Regions from separate parts of the Mus musculus genome. Here all the other regions are linked to region 1. Evidence: chromatin contacts called from public HiChIP or PLAC-seq and promoter capture Hi-C data. All regions are on one chromosome and are shown on one strand. The core of a region is the stretch at or near the end of the contact, and the rest is flanking DNA. Distances in the headings are between cores, read along the strand shown.

Evidence for each region. Promoter capture Hi-C pulls out the DNA fragments that hold promoters and counts their contacts. HiChIP or PLAC-seq counts read pairs in DNA pulled down with a chosen protein or histone mark.
Region 2: a promoter capture Hi-C map of pre-B cells shows a contact between it and region 1, with 5 times the contacts expected there. The contact joins the promoter of Mtrex here to the promoter of Plk2 in region 1. A contact is called at or near these places in 1 of 39 promoter capture datasets (pre-B cells) and 1 of 484 Hi-C or Micro-C datasets (CD4 T cells).
Region 3: a promoter capture Hi-C map of pre-B cells shows a contact between it and region 1, with 3 times the contacts expected there. The contact joins the promoter of Zswim6 here to the promoter of Plk2 in region 1.
Region 4: a promoter capture Hi-C map of pre-B cells shows a contact between it and region 1, with 4 times the contacts expected there. The contact joins the promoter of Plpp1 here to the promoter of Plk2 in region 1. A contact is called at or near these places in 1 of 39 promoter capture datasets (pre-B cells) and 1 of 115 datasets of contacts at active chromatin or transcription factors (astrocytes).
Region 5: a contact with region 1 is called in an H3K27ac HiChIP or PLAC-seq map of regulatory T cell precursor, with 10 times the contacts expected there. The contact joins the promoter of Il6st here to the promoter of Plk2 in region 1. A contact is called at or near these places in 2 of 115 datasets of contacts at active chromatin or transcription factors (astrocytes and regulatory T cell precursor).

What each region holds. Positions count from the first base shown.
Region 1 is chr13:110,392,686-110,396,700 of GRCm38.p6, forward strand. It overlaps Plk2 (polo like kinase 2), which reads left to right and starts at 2,359. Exons shown (of 14, transcript NM_152804.2): 1 at 2,359-2,752; 2 at 3,330-3,437; 3 at 3,591-3,707; 4 at 3,906-4,015. The coding sequence starts at 2,492.
Region 2 is chr13:112,925,686-112,929,700 of GRCm38.p6, forward strand. It overlaps Mtrex (Mtr4 exosome RNA helicase), which reads right to left and starts at 1,695. Exons shown (of 27, transcript NM_028151.2): 1 at 1,545-1,695. The coding sequence starts at 1,672. Dhx29 (DEAH (Asp-Glu-Ala-His) box polypeptide 29) reads left to right here and starts at 1,995. Exons shown (of 27, transcript NM_172594.3): 1 at 1,995-2,288; 2 at 3,942-4,015. The coding sequence starts at 2,108.
Region 3 is chr13:107,888,076-107,892,090 of GRCm38.p6, forward strand. Zswim6 (zinc finger SWIM-type containing 6) reads right to left here and starts at 1,989. Exons shown (of 18, transcript NM_145456.3): 1 at 1,529-1,989; 2 at 1,519-1,527; 3 at 1,511-1,516; 4 at 1,506-1,508; 5 at 1,322-1,503. The coding sequence starts at 1,974.
Region 4 is chr13:112,798,837-112,802,851 of GRCm38.p6, forward strand. It overlaps Plpp1 (phospholipid phosphatase 1), which reads left to right and starts at 1,941. Exons shown (of 6, transcript NM_008903.2): 1 at 1,941-2,430. The coding sequence starts at 2,373. Gm41067 (a long non-coding RNA gene) reads left to right here. Exons shown (of 3, transcript XR_873969.2): 3 at 437-535.
Region 5 is chr13:112,462,129-112,466,143 of GRCm38.p6, forward strand. Il6st (interleukin 6 signal transducer) reads left to right here and starts at 1,942. Exons shown (of 17, transcript NM_010560.3): 1 at 1,942-2,122.

The DNA.
Region 1 (4,015 bases), core at 1,109-3,608:
AACCAGCTGGTCCGTCCAATGGCCTCACACTGGTCAGGGAGCAAAGGTCATGGCCAAGTTTATGAATAAAGCAGGGTGTGTGTGTGTGTGTGTGTGTGTGTGTGTGTGTGTAATTCTGCTTCTCCACATCCAGCCCCGCCTCCCTCTTATTCAAACCTGGGATACTCTTGGGTTAAAGTCTCCTGTCCTTTGTGAACAACATGCCCGGGCTTGCATTGAGATAAAGCAGGGAAAGGGAGAGTGTCTTGCTGTCTACCCTGCAGTGCTAAGGAAGCACCTTTGCCCAGTGTTGGAAGTAGCTGAGCTGAATGTCTTCTTAACTACTAAGACTGGACTTACCTATGCTTGATAGTGGCCTGGAGGAAAAACCATTTGCCCTTATTAATTTGGAATTCTGCATGTCACTCTTTCCCTGTTGGCAAGGACTGAGCACTGATATTTTATTAAAGGCCTGTATAATCTTTGGAACACAGAACTCCAATGTGAAGTGACCGCTTACGTACTGTGTTAACCGAGACAATAGGACGGGCATGGAGTTCGCAAAACTTCGTGGTTCTATGAAAAATGTATTGATAATAGCTATTTAAATCGTCTAGGACCCCGTTTCTTCACCTGTAAGATGGGAAAGATGTAGACTAGGCTATGTCCCTTCAAAACAGGTCCACAGGTAGCTAGACTATGTCACCCTCAATGTAACCGCTGAGTCGGGATAAGTTTGAATTGAATTAAAAGATAGGTAGACACAGAAAGCCTGAAAGTGGCACACCACTTTTTTGTAAGGAAAAAGAAAAAAAATCACATTTATTAAAAGAAGTCTCAAGTTCTAAGTCTCCAGAACCAGACAAAAAGAACGATTCTAAGTAACAAACTTATCAGTGAAAAACATAAACTCTTCCCTATTTACTCCCTTGTTCCCGACTGCCTTTTGTTTCCTGTCTTTTCCCACACTCTTGTTTTGGCTTCTGATAGCATTCAAACCTCAATTCTAAGCCACTTTGGAGGGTACTCTTTTTGTTGTGAATGGAGAAACTTGTGGTTCTGCAGTTTATCTGCCCAGCCCGAGGAACCACAGTGATAATTTGAAAGGGTAGAAGGAAAATGATTTTCCCTCCCCTAATATGGCAGACTTTTTCATTCAGGATTGTATTAAGATGATATAGACAGGGCCGGGCAGTAGTGGCGCACACCTTTAGTCCCAGCACTTGGGAGGCAGAGGCAGGCGGATTTCTGAGTTCAAGGCCAACCTGGTCTACAGAGTGAATTCCAGGACAGCCAGGGCTACACAGAGAAAAGAGAAACCCTGCCCCCCCCCCCAAAAAAAATGTATACAGCATTTCAAAATAGCTACCAGCGGTTAATACGGAACCATACGCGCTGGAACAAGGAAGAAGGAAAGTCTCTGAGATGGTACAACTGAACAGTAAAATCTGTAAAAACTGAACAGCCGCCTTTATTCTCCACTATACCCCACTGTGGGACCTTAGATTGACTCTGTGTACCAGGGCGGTGACATTGCTTAGTGACATTAGATCCACGCAATCTGAATCACCTAGTTGGAACAAAAAGTTATAGATGACTTCAATTGTAGAATTATAATTGGCAACAGAACACTTTTAGCGTTACTGTGGAAGCCAGCCCATATTGTTGCTAAGGAACCTCGGCCCACTTAGACCGTTAATCGTTTTTCTGAAAAAATCCACAGGATGGCGATCTTGCTTAGACTTGTTGCGTACCAAACCTTCTCCAGTCGTCAAGCCCTCGCTCCACTCCAAGGTTAAGAGCCTGGCCTCTGACAGGGGTCACTTATCAGGCGATGGGAAGAGGCTGCAGGGAGCTCAGATACTCCCACGCCACAGCAGGTCACCCGGATCTGCGACCCGGATTGTGCCTGGTTCCCTAGCTGCTCTGGCTCTGCCTGGTGCCCGGTTCCGCAAGGCCGGCCACTGAGCCTCCCGCCTGCGGTGGCGGCGGAGGTCCCCAAGCGCTCCGGGTCTCCGGGTGCCACCCCGCGGGGCTCGCTGGATGACAGGGTGTGGGGCTGCACACAGTCAGGAGGGCGGTGCCAACCCTGCGGCTCCCCCGGGCTGCTACCCCGCATCCCCGCTCCTCCAGGACCCAGACAGGGCGTCCGCCCTTGGGTTTCTGTTTCCCACGTCCAAAGTCAGGGCACGCGACGAACTGGGGGCACTTGGCGTACCGCCGCCTTCAGGCCAGGTCGAAGCCCACGACATCCAGGCGGCCACCCCGCACCTATCCACAGCGCGGACTCCGGGGCCGGTGGGTGGAGCGCTCGCCGTGACGTCACGAGGCCCCGCCCCAGCCAGCCGGCGCGTATTTAAAGCTTCGCTGCTCGCTCTTGCTCGCACAAGCGAAGCAGGACGTCAGACTAGAGAGTAGGGAGAGAGACTGGTGCTCGAGGGACAGGGCTAGCCCGGACGCTTGTCCGCGCCTCGGAGGTGGCAAGTAGGCAGTGTCGGGTGGCGAGGCAACGATGGAGCTCCTGCGGACTATCACCTACCAGCCGGCCGCCGGCACCAAGATGTGCGAGCAGGCTCTGGGCAAAGCTTGCGGCGGGGACTCAAAGAAGAAGCGACCGCAGCAGCCTTCTGAAGATGGGCAGCCCCAAGCCCAGGTGACCCCGGCGGCCCCGCACCACCATCACCACCATTCCCACTCGGGACCCGAGATCTCGCGGATTATAGTCGACCCCACGACGGGGAAGCGCTACTGCCGGGGCAAAGTGCTGGGCAAGGTGAGGAGCGGCGGACGTCAGGCTGCCGGGCGGGAGGGCGGGCTGCCCGGGCAAGCTGAGCGAGCAGGGACCCAGCGCCCGCACTTCTCGCTCCTTCAGCTGTCTGGTTCCCCGAACGATCGACGTGGGTTCCTCTCCTGCCCTCCTGGGCTTCTGTGCGCCGACAGCGCTGGGGTTCGGATTTGCATCCTTAGCCTGTTTTTCTCCCGAGTCTAAGAAGGAGGACTGAAGGCATTCTACCTTGGCCTTGGGCTCTCACTATCTGATCCCCAGGGAGCTAGCCTGTCAAATTTCTTCAGAGGGCATTTTCCTCCCTTTCCCCCTTCCACTCCCTTCTCCATAGAGTTCTTTGTAAAGGGGAAACGAGAAAACTGGACTGGTTTCTAGGAATGTGCTGCCCTTCCTGAAAAACCATTATACAAAGCAGATTGTACTGCTCTGCCCACCCTCTGTTCCTCAAATTTTGCTTCCCGTTCCCATTTACGTATTCATTTATTTTAAACGTTGGCCCTTCATTTTTTTTTTTTTTCCTTTTTTCTGTCCTGCTCAATTCCATCTCGGCTTTGTTTCCTCGCAGGGTGGATTTGCAAAGTGTTACGAAATGACAGATCTGACAAACAACAAAGTCTACGCTGCAAAAATTATTCCTCACAGCAGAGTAGCTAAACCTCATCAGAGGGAAAAGGTGGGTATGACTGTCGACTAAAGTATTTTCTTTGTGTGCAGGGATGGCCCTACCCTGTTAGAAAAAAAATGTCTTCTGCATGTGTAAGCACTGCCTTTCCAGACACGACGAGAGACTAATAAGCCTTCTCTTGCTTTTTTTATTTTTCCTTAGATCGACAAAGAAATCGAGCTTCACAGACTACTGCACCATAAGCATGTCGTGCAGTTTTACCACTACTTTGAAGACAAAGAAAACATTTACATTCTCTTGGAATACTGCAGTAGAAGGGTAAGTGTTGACTCCTGGGTCAGCGAGCTTGCCGACAGGAAGCCGGAGTGGTGTTTGGATTACATTTTATCAGCGGTTTTAGCCGTGACAGTTAATTAGTCTCCCACCATATGAGACTGCGTCGTCAGTCCAGCAAAGGGATGCCCGATCTAGGTAACTTTATTTGACAAATTCTCCTCTCTCCCCTTCTCTTCCTAGTCCATGGCTCACATCTTGAAAGCAAGAAAGGTGTTGACAGAGCCAGAAGTCCGATACTACCTCAGGCAGATTGTGTCAGGACTCAAGTATCTTCACGAACAAGAAATCTT
Region 2 (4,015 bases), core at 445-2,944, 2.5 Mb after region 1:
CAGGCATGGTGGCGCACGCCTTTAATCCCAGCACTCGGGAGGCAGAGGCAGGTGGATTTCTGAGTTCGAGGCCAGCCTGGTCTACAAAGTGAGTTCCAGGACAGCCAGGGCTATAGAGAAACCCTGTCTCAAAAAAACAAAAAACAAAAAACAATAATAATAATAATAATAATAACAAAATAAAAATAAATAAAAACACTGACCACAAGCAACTTAGACAGGAAAGGACTTAATTCAGCTGATGTGTTTACAATCCATCACTCAGAAAAGCGAAAATGGGAACTCGGAGGCAGAGACCACAGAAATGCTGCTCACGGGTTTCTATAGCTCCATCACCCAGTGCAGGCTCACCTGCCCAGGAAGGTACACACCATAGCGCACTGGGCTGCCCTCCCACATAAATCAGCAATTAAGAAAATGCTCCAAAGACTTGTCCAAGGGTCAGTGTGGTGAAGGAAATTCCTCAACTTGAGAACTGAAGGTAACTGACAATAAGGGAAATTCTGTGTCTTCTTTGTGTGGCGCCTACACTTGAGCATACAGTGGAGGCCAGAGGACTTCCAGCATCCTACATTACTCCCTTGAGACAGCGTTTCTCACTTATACAACCAAGAGGCTAAGTTAGCAACCAGCCAGGCCCAACAATTTTTGTCTCTGTGCCCCACTGTGCTGGGGTTACAGTGCTCACACTTTTTATGTGGGTACTAGAGATTTGAAACTAGGTCCTCATTCTCAAACAGAAAGCTGTCTTTTACACTGGCCATGTCCTCAGCCCTAGAGCAATGATTTTTTAAATTAATTAATTTATGACTGGATTCCAGGTAAGAAGCAGAAAGACATAGCTTTTTTTTTTTTTTAAACCAGTACTTTGCAACTACTCATGTAATAACGGACCGAATCAATCATCAAGTGTAAAACGCTAACGGAAGAGAAAACTAGTTTGACCGAGTGTCATAGGGGCACTCTGGGAATTCCAACCCTAAGGACCTGAAATAAGAGGATCTCGAGTTCGAGGGCTGCCCAACTTACATAGCGATATCCTGAATCTGACTTTATTATTATTATTATTATTATTATTATTATTATTATTATTATTAATTTATTTTGGGAAAACTACAACTTGGAGATTAAATCTCTTCCTTCGGTAGCGATTTGCCTTCGCGGTTTAAGAACCCCCTACATGTCTTCCCCCTTGGCTCATCTAGTGCCTCGCTGCTTAAAGACTATGTGAGAGGTTTTGTGGGTGACAAGCCCCGCCTCGCAAGCAAAGCCGTACCTGGCCTGCTAAGCTGGGGTTACAGCCAAAGCATGGCCTAAGGAAGCCACGCTGCGGCCGGACAGGCACGAACACCGAGACCGCCCTCCCTCCCGCAAAATCAACCTTTCCTCTCTCCCCAACGGTTTTTTTTTTTTTTCCCCTCAATCTCCTTAGCCTCTTGACTCCATTCAAACACTTTCTGTGCTCCTCGTCTGAGTCGTGTTTCCTTTACCGGCATCAAAAACAAGAAGAACGAGAAGAAAAAGAGCTCAGAGGTTTTCCTTACCCGGCCTTGTCTGCAGACCCTGGTGGCCCCTTCCATTTCTCTTTCTCTTTGTCTTTCTTGGCTCCTGCTGCAGAGGTCGAATCATCCTCGAAAACGCTGAAAAGCTCATCCCCGAAAGCATCCGCCATCTTTCGGAACTCTGAGACCGAATCTCCCTCCTACCCAAGAGGCCCCGCGACCGTACCCTACAGTGACGCCGAATGGGGGGACTCGACGGTGGCCCGGAGGAGTCAAAAGTGAGCGAGCCTTGAGCCCCGCGTGACTTTTCTCCTTTCTAGTCTGGGTCCTGCCCCTTTTCTCTTCCAACCACTGCGAGTCCGGCAGTTCAATGACTAAAAACTTAGCGACCAGTGGCGCACGACAGCAGCCATGCCGCTCGCTCCCGGGAGCCGAGAGGCGGAGTCTGAGGACACGGGCCAATTGAGCCGGAGCCCCAGCCGCGGAGCCCGGATGGAGGAGGCTGGGTGGAGGCGTGGGAGCCGGCAAACGTGAAGAGCTCTCGGGCTTCTGCTGTGCCGCAGCGGGGATCTGGATCTGGAAGACTACTCTCCTGCAGCTGAAACATGGGCGGCAAAAATAAGAAACACAAGGCGCCGGGAGCTGCGGCGATGCGGGCCGCCGTGTCTGCTTCCAGAGCCAGAAGTGCAGAGGCCGGAGCTGTTGGGGAAGCCCAGAGCAAGAAGCCGGTGGCCAGGCCGGCGCCCGCCGTCCCCACCGGCGCCCGGGAGCCCCGAGTGAAGCAAGGTAAGCCCTGACCCAGTGCCCAGCCTTCTGCCCTCAGACCCTGCTTCTTGTCCAGCAAAGACTCACAACGTGAGCTGATGAGATCCAAACTTAGACATCTTCCACACCTGAGCAGTGGGTGGGGTGGCCTTGTAGATCGGTCTAAGGGCCTTTGGCCATTAAAGTTACAAAAGTAACTCTGTTACAGCGTGGCTTCGCCTTTCTAACTCACTCTTTTTTTTTTTTCTTTCTCCTTCTAAGAACGGAGTCATGGCATCTGCTGTTGTTCAGCAGGAATCCACTCTGAGCTGTCAGAACAGCCGCTCCGCTAGTTAAGAGAGTTGTTAAGGGAAGTGCTTCTGGCTTGATGCAGCTCCATGTTCTGTCAGATCTTAATGTCTTCTTCAGCATCTATCTACATAAATATCCTTGTATGTTCCAGAAAAGTCAGTGTTTCCTAAGAATAACCACACTTTACACATTGGACACTGGATTGACTTACAGTAAAATTCTATGCTTGTCAAATCCTTGCATTTTTTTGCTTACCCTGCAGATTGATTTGATAACTTGAAGGTGATTAGTTACGGCCACTCTTTCAGCTAGTTTCAAAAACATCAAAATTATATGTTGTTTTGTTCTGTTTGATCTGTTTGCTTGCAGTAATTTTTTTCTATAACAAAAAACTTGCAAGCATATGTGCTTATTGATACATAAATACCAAGCATCTGACTGGTGATAATAAGACCGAAAAAAATGGAAACCTTCGCTCCAGAGCAGCTTAGGAATCTAATTTACTAATCACACAGACAGTCGTGCTTTATAGTTGTTAAGCTTCAGAGAGAGAGAGAGCATGCCCATGAGTGTTTAGCAGGGTGTTTTGTTTCGGTTTTTTTCCCCCCAATGGTGAGGAGTCATGAAAAGTGATAGTTGAGCTGAAATTAGAAGCTGTCTAGAAGTTAATCCTGTAAAGCATGGTAGGAATAACATTCCCAAGATCTTGAGTTAAGAAAGAGCTTGGAGGGGGCTGGAGAGATGGCTCAGTGGTTAAGAGCGCTGACTGCTCTTCCAGAGGTCCTGAGTTCAATTCCCAGCAACCACATGGTGGCTCACAACCATCTGTAATGAGACCTGATGCCATCTTCTGTGGTGTATCTGAAGACAGCTACAGTGACAGCTACAGCGTACTCATATTAAAAAAAAAAAAAAAAAAAAGCTTGGAGCATTGTGTGTGTGTGTGTGTGTGTGTGTGTGTGTGTGTATGTGTGGTGGGGGATTTATGAGAAAATAAGCTAGTGGCATGGCGCACTTACTCCTAGAAAGTAATCCTCTATAAATGCAAATTATTAGACTTGTAGTTTCAGATATGACACATTTCTCCCTGAGAATTCTACAGCTGTCTCGCTGCAGACTAAGATCTTTTTCTTTTACTACTGACTTCTCACTGAAGTCTTTCAAGTTCCTGACAGTCATTTGTTGTAGTGTTTGTCTTCACTTTCCCTTTCCTTTCCCTTTCCTAAGATGTTAACTTTGAGATCTTAAATTCTTTGGTAAAGTTAAGGGGAAAGAATTAAATTAAAGTCAGAGATTTACTATTTAGCAACCTTTTAAGAAAAATTAAGATGGTACAATGAATACTAATCATTAAATTTCCCATTTGTTGTCTATTATATACAGGTCCAAAAATTTATAGTTTTAATTCTGCAAATGATTCCGGTGGCTCTGCAAATCTGGACAAATCTATTTTGAAA
Region 3 (4,015 bases), core at 739-3,238, 2.5 Mb before region 1:
AGAGAGAGAGAGAGACGGACAGAGGCAGACACAGCCTTTCAAATCTATCAATCCTCATTCATTTGCTTCGGGGTTCATCCCTACAATTTCAACCAGTGTGGGAGGGGGGTTATAAAATACGCCTTCAGCAATCCGGAGGAAAAATATGGGGACAGGGAGGCTGCGCTGCAGCATTGTTCACTTCAATCCAGTTCAAACGTTCCCGTAACTATGGCTGGAAAAGATATCTAATCAGAAGAAAAAGAAAAGCCCCGCGGAAGGCAGAGGGATTTGAGAAAACTCTCCTGGTCTGTCAGAGAAAGAAGGGCTGTGCAGCTTTAAATCACAAGCCCTTCTCTCGCCTTTGTCAAATATCTTCTACTTTACAAGCCCTGAAAAGAAATAAAGAGGCTCTTTTGTTTGCTTTCCCCTTTTCGGAGGGTGACAGAAAATTGAAAGGGGCACAAATAAACCCGAAAGGAGAACAAACTGCCGGGAGGTGCGGGGCGCGCAGCAGCGCAGGGGCGCAGGGGCCGCGGGGCCCCTCGGTGCGGACGCCGGCCGCGGGTCACAGCGTCGGCGGTGCTGCCCGCTCCCTCAGCACCGCGCCCGAACCCCGGGCTCAGGCAGAAGTCGGGCGGCGGGGTGCCTCACGGGACGGAGAAGCGAGAGCGGCGCCCCTCAGCGGCCCGGCCGGCCGTCACTGCCGGCCGGGGTGGCTCGGGGACCCGGACGCGGACGCCGCGGAGCTCGTTGCAGACACCTTAAAGCAGCCTGAGTACGAGGGGCCGGCCGGCTAGCCGGCCGGCCGTCGGAGCCCCGAGCGGAGCGGTGGCCGAGCGGGGTTGAAGGGATCGCCACCACCCCACCTCGGACCGCGGGGCGCGGAGCAGCGCCAGAAGAAAGGACGCGAGCCGGGCAGTGCAGAGCGAGCGCCCCGGTCGGCATTGTCTGCGGCCCGCGCCCCCTCCCCCGCGCCGCACGCCCCAGCCCGAGCCCCGCGGCCACCCGCGCCTTTGTCCACGCCCGCCCCGCACACCCGCACTCAGCCTGCCGGACAGACGACCGGGACGCCGACACCCACCACCCCGCCACCGAGGGGCGCGTCCTTGCTGATTCATTTCCCACTCGCGCTAGCCCGTCCGGGGAGACGGGGGCGGGGACCAGCGGGAGGAAATGGGCGCTCCGCTCCGGGGACCGTCCGAGTCGCCCGCTGCTGCACCGCGCGCGCCCGACCCGAGGCGGCCCAGGGGATCGGAGGGGAGACCCTGCCCTCCCCCACCCCCGAGGGACAGGAGGACAGACCGAAGGACCGACGGCCCGCGGCAGCCCCGTGACTCACCGACTTGCAGGACGTTGTCTACGCAGCCACTCTCCAGCAGCGCGATACCCCGGCGGAAGGGCAGCCGCGTCTCGTCGCCGCCGTCCGCAGCGCTGGCCGCCCCCACCGACGGGGTCCCGGTGCCCGCGGCGACGGCGGCGGCGGCGGCTGAGGTGGCGGCCGGCGAGGATGAGGAGCCGCCGCGCCGCCGCGCCGCGCCCGTGCTGCCGCCCGCCGCCGCCGCCGCTGTCGTCGCCGGGGCCGCCCGCGGAGCCGCCGCCGGTGTTGAAGGACGAGTACATGCAGATCTCCCGCTCACTGCGGGGAAAGGACCAGTAGACGATGCGGCGCTGCACCGGCTCCGGGATGCGCTCGAAGCGCTCCTCCACGCGCTGGAACGGCCACTTCTCCGCCACCCTGCGCGCTGCGATGTCCAGCAGAGACTCGGGGCTTTGGGTCTTGCCCGGCGGCAGCAGCCCCAGTGCCGCGCCGCCCCCGCACGCCGCCGCCGCCGCCGCACCGCCCGCCCGCGGGCCGGGCCGACAGGCAGAGCTGTAGCCGCCACCCGCGCCGCCGCCGCTGCTGCCCCCACCACCGCCGCCGCCGCCGCCGCCGCCGCCCGGCCGGCAGCAGAGCCGTTTCGCGGGAGGAGGCTGCTGTCCGCGCTCCGCCATGACCGCGCCGCTTCTAACCCGACAGCGGAAGTGCCGGGACCCTATAAACGGCACAAGGAAGCGCGACACGCACACGCCGTGGCGACGCCACGCTGCCATCTAGGGCCCGCCGCTCCTTGTAGGGGCACGGGAGGTGTGGCCTAGGCCGTGACGACATCGCCGAGGAGGAGCGCCGATAGGGAGAACCTAGGGGAGGGGGCGGGGCCTATGCAAATCACTGGGCTGAAACATAAATAGAGCGCTCCGTGGACACGGGGGTGGCGGGGGCACCCGGGTTGGGTGCCCGGTGGGCTGTGAGAATGTCAGGCTGCTGTGACGCGGGAGGCGGGGCTCAGGCGGGGTTTCCGCGGGAGGGGTCGGGCCGTCTGCCAAGGGGAAGGGTGGGTGGGTCTCTGCGCCCCCTGTCTACTCAACTTAGCCCTCCAGCGCCCTGCCTCCTTTTGATGTCCGCCGAGCGTGGACGCTCCTCGTGGGTCGCCGCGGGGCGGGGAGGGGGGAGGGTTCCGGACTAAATGGAGGGCGGGCCGACTGCTCGATGCCCCACCCCCCAGTCAGCCGGCCCCGCGGGGAAAAGCCTCTGGGCGGAGGAGGCGCTTTCAAAACAAAGAAATGCTGCGTGAAGCCCCGGGGACGCGGCCGAGAGGAAGGCGGGGGAGGCGCGGCCCAGGCCGCCTGCTTTCCTTCCAACCCGGCGAAGCGAACTTCCCCCACCCTCGGCCGTGGCTGCGGCGCAGGGGGGAAAGGGAGGAGGGCTGAGCTCAGCCACTGTTTTCCACTTCACTTTTCGCCGACCCAGGTGGGGAAGGGGCGCGGCTGCCCCGCGTAACTGCAGCGCACCCAGCCCTGAGCCCCGGGTTCGCTCCGGCCCGGTGACACGCCAGGGAGCCGAGTCGATCGAGCGCCCGGACACGCGCAGCGCTCGGATGCTGCCCCGCAGCCGCTGGACGCGCGTCCCGAGCCGGCCGCGCCGCCCTGCCCCGCCCCGCCCTCGCACTCTTTCAGTCCTTCGGGCCAAGAAGCCGGCCCGCCCGGCTTCACCCCAGAGCCCCAGTCGCCCTCTGCCGCGACCTGCTGCAGACCCAGGGGGTCGGGCCGCTCACTTAGAGCGCACACACGGGCAGAGAGGATCGCGCAAACTCTCCAACGCGAGACGGTTGTCGCTCACGGCCGCCCGGTGGCGGACAACAGCCGCGGGCGCTCTGGAATCTGCGGCGGGGCTGAGACCTGGAGTCCTTGGCGCTCCGGACGCGCGCTGCGCTCCCTGCAGCATTGGCGGCGCCCGACCGGCGGGTCCTCCCCGCTGCAGGGCAGCAGGAGAGCGAGCAGCGCTGGGAGACGGTGCCCGGGCGCCAGCGGAGGCGGAGAAACGAGTCCCCGTCTGAACCGGGAACCCTGCGGACATTGTTCTTCGCACTCTGCAGAGCTTGGTTAGATCTCAGCCAAGCCGCAGGCTTAATGACCACGTTAGACACTCTGACTTCTTGCTCCACCTTCTGTTTTTACTGTAAACAGTGTTAGAGATACTGTCCTATTGTTGGAGATAAGCCCTAGCTCCTCTGACACTTTCGCATATTGGCTACTCCCCACTGCCTACCTGGTCTGAATTTAAAGCAACTACGCGCGTCGGCGTTGTAAAGAAAATTGCCCACTCAAAGCGAAGGCCGCCCGAGACATTGGACGTGATCCATGTCGGGCATCGGGAGCCCCAGGCTAGAAGTCCCTGGAGACAGGACGCTGGCAGACTTTCCATAGCTGCTTGTTAGGAAAATTTTGGTGACATGTTTTTGTATATTCATCCAGTATTTTTCTAGGCACCTCCTCGGTGCCTAGGAAAAAGCCGGACAGAAAACTGGAAGAGCTTTATGGGCAAGCGGAAGAGGAAGTCCCTTTCCTCCGGTTGTTTAATATCTATATCTCTTTAAGAAATAATTTTAAGAGACTTTAAAACTTAGAGTATCGGAGCAGAAAGAAGGGTGAGCCCTAGTCTGTCCTCAAAAAGTCACGACAAAAGCGTGTGCAGTACAGGTCGCTGAACATTTCC
Region 4 (4,015 bases), core at 691-3,190, 2.4 Mb after region 1:
TCTCAAAGCTGTTTAGGGAAGCCATCTTGCCTAGACTATACCTGGCACATAGTATGTGCTTGATAAAAGTTTAAAAAAAATAGTCATCTAAATGTATTATGACCTGTAGCCTCCCCCAGCCTCGAAGCAGGCTGATCCAGACTTTGACCTTGCTGCCACTACGGAGATTACCTAGGGTGGAGCCTTTCGACCTAGATGGCTCTATTGTTCTGTCAATTGCCACTGGTCTCCTCCAAGACACTGCTACCTGCTGAGAGGGCCCTGAGATATTCAGGAGGAACATCCTATCCTGCATGTCGCCTACAGGCTGGCTCCAGACACCAAGAATGGACTGGGCGGGGGATGGGCCTTCCCCTTATAAGCACACTCTCTTAGTAAACTGGCGAGACTTGAACAGGGAATCGTTTTGGCTTCATTATTTCTCTCGCCGTCTAAGTCTTTTTCAGCCCCAGCCTGCCTTCCAGGTGTACCCGGTTCAAGTAGGCCGCGGGGCTGGCATACAACAATGACCATGCTACCTAGGACTCTTGTAACTCTGGAGGTAAGGAAAACAACGAAATAATAATAATAATAATAATAATAATAATAATAATAATAATAAATAATAATGCCACATCTTTTTGCGTGTAAATTGTTGAGAGCTTTTAGAAACAATTAAAATAAGTTGAAATTTAAAAATCCATATATCTTTAAAATAAGAATATACTTTTACAAATACACATTTTTATGGCTTATAGTTGCACTTGGAAACACATCTGACTCCCCTTGGGAAGTAGCATCTTTCCACTCACTGGTCTTTTGGGATGCTTGGCAGGAAATACCTGAGAAAACAGAAGGCACATTCTGTGATTTGTATTTTACATCTTCCTATAAGAAGAAAAACCCCAGGGGTGCTGGCTCATGCCTGTAACGCCTTGGGAGGTAGATGCAGGAGTTAAGACCATTTTCGGCTACACAGCCGAATGTGAGGCCTGCCTGGGCTAAAGGAGTCTCTGTCAAAAAAAAAAAAAAAAAAAAAGTCTTGAGCAAGGAGGAAACCATGTATTGTTAAGATTGGTAGTGGTGGTTTAACTCTTTATAAAGCAATTGTCACATTATCTTCTCTGAGTCTCACCACTTCCTCTTAATTAGAATAGACAGCGGGGATCATTGAGATCCTCTTTTTACACATTTGGAAACTGAGATTACTAAATGTGTTCTGGAGGCCTCCTGGGAATGGGTACGGGGACTGCCACTATTGAATCATTGATATTTCTTAAGACATAGTTAACTCTATTGTTTGTGTGAGCATGGCTGAAGCTGCGCTACTGATCAAAAATAAGGCCCCTCCGTGCTAAAGCCAGAGCTCTACCATTGAACAAGTCTCCAAACTCCTCCCAAGTGAAGTCCCAACGAAGTCTATTGCAGTAGGAGACATGACTTGCAGTTAGCGGAAACTGAGCTGGAGATTCGAAGTCAGTGAACAGAACATGACTAAGAAGACATTAATGGCAGGGGTATTCTTGCTAAGGGTAGACTGCGGATTTACGTACACCAAAGGCGGGAGGGTTCAGATATTAAGTATTAGAATATCAAGAATGACCAGAGGGCAAGAAGGATTCTTGCTAGAATGAAGCTCAGCTACGACCAACAGGAAGGCCAAGGTGCAGGCCCCTCACAGAAAGGGGCTTAGAGGTAACTCATTTAAACAGTTTGGAGGGAGAGCCCATGGGAGGAGAAGGATGGCGGGCAGCAGGAGCTATGGAATGGTGTATCGGGGTCTGGCTCTCCTTTAAAGGAAGCATCGCCTAGCACTAAAGGGCTGAATGGACTAAAGAGAGGACTCCCAATCCCTGCAATTGGCCCCGCCCCGTTAACCAGCTTCCAGATTCGGGGCGGGCTCCGCAAGTCGGCGGGGCGGGGCCGATGGCGCTGATTGGCTGTCTGCGCTGGCCTGGGTTTCGTCCCCGCGCGCTGCAGCCGGCGAGACCGCGCACTGGCCGGAGCGGCGCGCCTGGGGCGGGAGGAGCGGTGTTCCTCCAGTCCTCATCCTTAGAGCTCGCCCGGCCTGTTGGAGAGGGCACAGGGCAGCGGAGGGCGATTGGCCGCGACGAGCCAGCACTGAGAGAGCAGGCGCCTGAGGCGACAGATCGGCGGCCACTGGCCCAGTACCGGGTCCGTGAAGGGAAAAGTCCGGGACACGATTGCCCTCGGTGGCAGGGCGGCCCAATCCAAACTGCCCTGGTCCCTGCTCCCGTCAGTCTAAGAGGCTCGCAGTCGCTTGGGGCGGCCGCCATCCCGAGGGCGGGGCTCTGGGAATTGGGTATCTGGACCGCCGCGGTCTGTTCCTCCCGCCACTCGCACCAGGTGGTGACACCATCCAGCCGGTGACCATGTTCGACAAGACGCGGCTGCCGTACGTGGCCCTCGATGTGATTTGCGTGTTGCTGGGTACGTAGGCGCCGCGGCCCGGGGGTCTTCCAGGCGGAGCCGCGCACCGGTGTGGGGTGGGTGTGCCCGGCGTGCGCGCGCGCGCGTGCGCCGGTGGCTGCGGAGAGAGTTGTGGGGAGCCGTTTGCGCAGCTCGGGGGGCCGGGGCTGGGTGGGGGTGGGGGTGATCCCCGCTTCTGCATCCAACACTCTGGCTCCAGCGTGGGCTCTCCCTGCCTGTCTGCCGGTGCGCTGAGTCTAGCCCTGCTTGGCCTCTGTTCTCGCCTGTGCTGTTACCCTCTGTTTCCCGGCCCACTCTAACAGGCAGGGTGGGCTCCTCCCTCTGCACCGTGCAGAGAATCCTGGTCTCTGGCTCATCAGGTTCTGCAGCGAAGCTGGAGGTTCGGTACACTCGGACTTTTCCCTCCCTGGGAACAGGCAGGCAGGCAGGCAGGCAGGCTTCAGTGCCCAGCTTATCATAACTTGGTGAGAAGCACTTGAAAGTTTTCTTCGTCTATAAAAGGTTTAGAACGTTCCTAATTAGAAGGCGTCGTCAGGTTGTAAATTGTCAGGTTGCAGGAGCGATGGAGATGGCCAGGTTTCTGCCTGATGAGGTCTGAAGAAGCTTGCTTTTCCCCATCCCATCCCGTAGAAGTCCTGCTATTGGCTTATAGCGCAGCCCTTGCCTTGGTGTGCCTGTCTCCTGTGACAGCCTGGCACGGAGCGCCTTTAGCTTCTTTAATTTCTTTAGCTACAGCAAAGTTAAGGTTATTTCCCTGGTGGAAGACTTCAATTCTGGGGTCTTTCGTCTCCAGATGTTTTTTTTTGTTTTGTTTTGTTTCTCCTTCAGGAGAAACAAAAACAAAACTTCCCAAACCTCCAAAACTAGAGTCATCTTGTCAAGGGATAGGCATGGAAGGGGTAGCTTTCACTTTTTTTCTTTTTCTTTTTTCTTCTTTTTTTTCCTGTATCGTGTCTGTCACTTGTAGACCATTGGGTCAGGCAATTTACCTAGTTGTAAGCTGTTGGAAGTTTGGGTGGTGGGACTCTGGTTTAAGTAACTGACATAGTCCTGGCGAGTTTTCAAGGCGACTGAACTAGTGGCTTTTGCATCCTAGATACAAATCAGCATAATGGTTCCTCAGAGATAGGAAATTTCCCCAGGCTTTAACTTAATCTCGCTGTTCTAGACTATTCCTCTCTCTTGCTTCCAGCCTGACCATTTAGGTGCCTATAATCTTATAAAATTGTTAAAATTTTAGTACCTGTTTTTTTTAAATGCATTTTCTCTCTCTCTCTCTCTCTCTCTCTCTCTCTCTCTCTCTCTCTCTCTCCTTCCTTCCTTCCTTCCTTCCTTCCTTTCTTTCTTTCTTTCTTTCTTTCTTTCTTTCTTTCTTTCTTTCTTTCTTTCTTTCTTTCTTTCTTTTTTGAGACAGGGTTACTCTGTATAGCCCTGGCTGTCCTGGAACTCACTTTGTAGACCAGGCTGGCCTCAAACTCAGAAATCCGCCTGCCTCTGCCTCCCGAGGGCTGGGATTAAAGGCGTGTGCCACCACGCCCGGTTTAAATGCATTTTCTTAAAGAGTTCCTTTTTTTTTTTTTTTAAA
Region 5 (4,015 bases), core at 692-3,191, 2.1 Mb after region 1:
TCTCTCCAGTCCCTTTGCTCAGGATTTTAATCACTCTCACAAAGTGTGAGTTGCTGTGTGGCAAGGCTTGAGCTGAGCCAATACAGACAAAGTGATAAGTCATGTATGCGAGAGAGGCAGTATAGGCCTTCGGATTCCCCACCCATGGTCCAAGGCAGGTGAATCCATTATAAAACATTCACCTCCTTCTATCCACAACCACCTCAGATAAACAAACTTTTAAATAAATGCTGTAATGCAGAAAGGTCTACTGAGGTGCGATGGCAGAGGAGTCATTCGAGGACACCTGATATTTACTGAACAGTGCGTCAAACCCTCTCGCTGTTTTAAATAAGTTCATTCTTGCAACTTAGCAGGTCAGAACCGTCCTCCTCATTTTGCAGATGAAGAAACTCAAGACTTTTCCAAGGTCACAGCAATGGGAAGTAACAACCGTAGGATTTGCATTTAAATAGTCGTTCAGCAGACCTACTAAGCACCTTTGTAAGGTCTTCAATTGAACAAAGGCCCTTACAAGTCTTTTCCCTCCATTCGATCTTGTCACACCCTGAGCAAGAGACAAACACATCTTTAGCTTCAGCACATCAACCACTAGTGTGTTTGAGACTCTTTTAGCCAGGCCCTTGGCAGTGTTTTTTCAAACTAGCTGACCAACAGCTAAGGGGTCATAATTCAGAGCTGGGGGTATAGAGATGCAACAGAGGCAAGAAAAGGGGGAGGGAGGGGCAGAGAGCAAGACTGCAGTTTGATCCATTTGATCTCATCTGAATTGTCAATATAACAAAGAACTTTACAATGACTAATTAATGGGTATTTGTTTGCTCTGCAAATCATTATGTTAGCCTTTCTTCCAAAAGTCTCTAGCCTTCTCTCTTTTTTTTTTTTTTTGAGTCATTTCTTCACTTTTAAAAGTTTTTTATTGGGAATTGTATACAGTATATTTTTACCAGATTTTTTTTTTTTTTTTGCTGTTCCCTCAACTTCTCCCACACACCCCTCCATCCGTCCAGCTTCCTGTCATTTGTCTCCTTTAGAGCAAAACAAAAGGTAGATGTTGGGAATGAGAAAATCAATTTCCATCAGTGGAGTTACACTGATTATATATTATATCAATTGCACTCCAAGGGCGGGCTCCGTGCTCAGTAAAAGATAACCAATGCAAATTGGAGTGTTTCTTTACAGTTACACATCCCTTATCTTTTAAGTTTCTCAACTTGCTTGTATACACACTACACACATACACACATCACACACGTGCACTCACGCACATTGCAGCCTTAAGGTCGTTTTCCAATCAAGGGAAGGGTGGTGGATTACAATGAAATAGGTTTTTCCTTGGTATTTCTAATCACACATCAGGCGACTCAAACCGCAAAAAGATAACAGTTTCTTGGCAGGTCACCAGTTCACGGATCAATCAATGACACCCAAACTCATTTACTAACAACAACAAAAATTGCACAGTAGCAAGGTTCGTTTACTTAAGCCTGGGTCCGAAGCGGTCACTATGGGCGAGTACAGTCAGGGCCACTAAGTCCTGCCCTGTCCCCAGGGAGTTCCCTTGCCTCCAGAGTCCCAAGGGCCTCCTAGCAGTCGCCGGAGGCTCGCAGGCCCTCTGGGGAAGACAGCCCAGGGAGACAGCCGAGGTCCGGGGAGAGGGGTCGCGGGAGGCACCTGGGTTGCTGTCCGCGACCCATTACCCTAGAGAAAATGGAACTTTCCGTTCCGGCCACCCACCCAAGTGCGGCGGGGAAGCCTTCGATCTAGTCTAGGAAAGGCGACCAGGCTCAGCCTCCGGAATCCCGGACGCCGGGAGCCGCGTTACGGGAATCGCAGAGGCCTGCAGTCCCGCCCCTTCGTCTCCGGCGACCCGGAGCCAATGGCCGCGCGCTCCGAGACTGACCAGAGCCAATGAGCTCGCGGTCTCTGGCTCCGGGGGGCGGGGCCGTGGGGGGCGGAGCTAGGAGAGCCCGGGTCAGCGGCGGACGGAGGGTGGCGTGTGCGGTCGGGAGGCCAGAGCTTCGAGCCATCCGGGCTGCGGCTCCGCTGAGGGACCGGTGGTGTGGGCCGGGATCCGCGGGGCTGAGGGACGCTCAGGAGCGGCGAGGCTCGCGTCCGGAAGGTGAGAAGAACAGGGCCCCGGCGCGGGAGGGTGCGGGTTGCCTGGAGCGGCCGCCACCTGGCACCCGAGGCCCAGCGGGGCCGGGCTGGACCGGCGCCGAGCGCACGCCCGGAGCTGGTCGGGCTGGCCTGGGAATCCCCGCATTCCTTCCCTCCCCGCTCCGGGCTCCGACTTCCCTGATGTTGTCACCCGCCTTCTCCAGCCGCGTTCCTGACGCACAGTTCCGAAGCCCCCGCCCCAAAGTCCTCTCGGGATCGCGCGTCCTGGGTGACCGCGTCCTGCGTTCTTCCAGTTCCCGTGCCGTGCTCCCTGATCCTACTCTGGACATGGCCCTAGAAAGTGTGGTCTTCTGTGTCCCGTGAAATGCTACCGTTCCCTGCTCTTGATGTTTCTTAATCCAGAGCGAACTTTTCACCCAGACATCTTAACATTTAGGCGTTAATGAAAGTCCAGTGTTTATAAATATTAACTTTCCCTTCGGTCCGTACCCTTCCTAATAAATCCCGCGTGCCTTTACATCCCGAGAGCAAGCCCATCATCGGTCTTTAGATTTTCACCTCCTCCCCTAAGCGTAAACGTGTCCCCTTCTCCAGCTGGCAGGGGGCTCTCTTTTGGATGAACAACCAAAATTCAGAAACTCAAAGCAAACATAATATAAAGGGCTTGGTCCACTTCTGTTCTTGTCATTTTTCCATTAAGAAGAAACTCGTTTTGGCTTAATTTGTATAGTTATTGGACATTACAGCAGCTGTACTGCTTAAAAGTAGTCAGTGAGTGCTGGAATGTCAGCGCGAATCTTCTGAAAAATCTTTGGTCTGGTCAGTGTTGTAAACAAACTCTTTTAGACCGTGTGTGACTGACTGACTGCCAGCTTCCAGTTGGAACGACTCTTAATTTGAAATTACTGACACATTATCAGGGGATGATCGTCATCGTCTTAATTTTCCAAGTTTGTGTTTATATTTATCATTGGGAATTATTTTTGAGCTCTGATCTGGAATGCTACATTTGTAGGACTAATCTGCTAGTCGGTTAAATTCTGTTTTCCACAGGTTTCTGGGGGTGGGGTGTGTGTGTGTTCATTTGCTTCTACTCACAAGAGAAAGAGAGAGAAAAAATTACAGTGGGGGAAAGGTCAGCTAAGGATAAACTTTATAGTAGAAATTTGTATTGTTGGCATTAGTGATTTAGAATATTACAAATACTGTTACCCGCTCATTTAAAGCAACATTCTTATGTAACTGGGCATTTTGTTCTGTTTTATTTATGACTTTGTGTTTTCATTTTGAAATAGTTTTTCCTAAGAGAATGTGGCATTTCAGTTCAGTGCTAGAATGAATACTGATTATTATATACCTATGAAGTGGGTGTTACAATATCTACCTTCTAGAAAAGGGAACAGGCTCAAAAAACATGGCTCCAAAGCCTGTGCCTACAAACTGTTGTGTTGATGGATCTCTTATCGCATTCCTACAGTTTGGTCTGGGGAGTTGAGTGTTGTCCACAACCCTGCAGTGGGAGCAGGAAGGGGTTTTCCCTGGAAGTGATCTCAGGTGTCATTTTGCCACACATTTGCTTCACCTGGCCCTGGTACATTTGCAACTTGTCTGCTAAGGAAGCAGGAAGTTCTTAAAGCTTTCTCCTCATCTTTGATTGCAAACGTGGATTGATCACAGGTGAGGTTTCTGGTGAGATGATTTTAGTAAGCATTCAGCCTGCTCTGGAATTTATAAAAGATGCCTGAGATAGCACCTAGGTTTTTCAGTTTACAAAATCGGGTAAACAAACTGTGTGAAAAACTACTCGGATACGGGAGTAGTTTCAATGAAATAATGAGTGATACAGAAAGTACTGTGGGTGTTTAGGGATTGGAATTGAAATATTCAGTGGGGT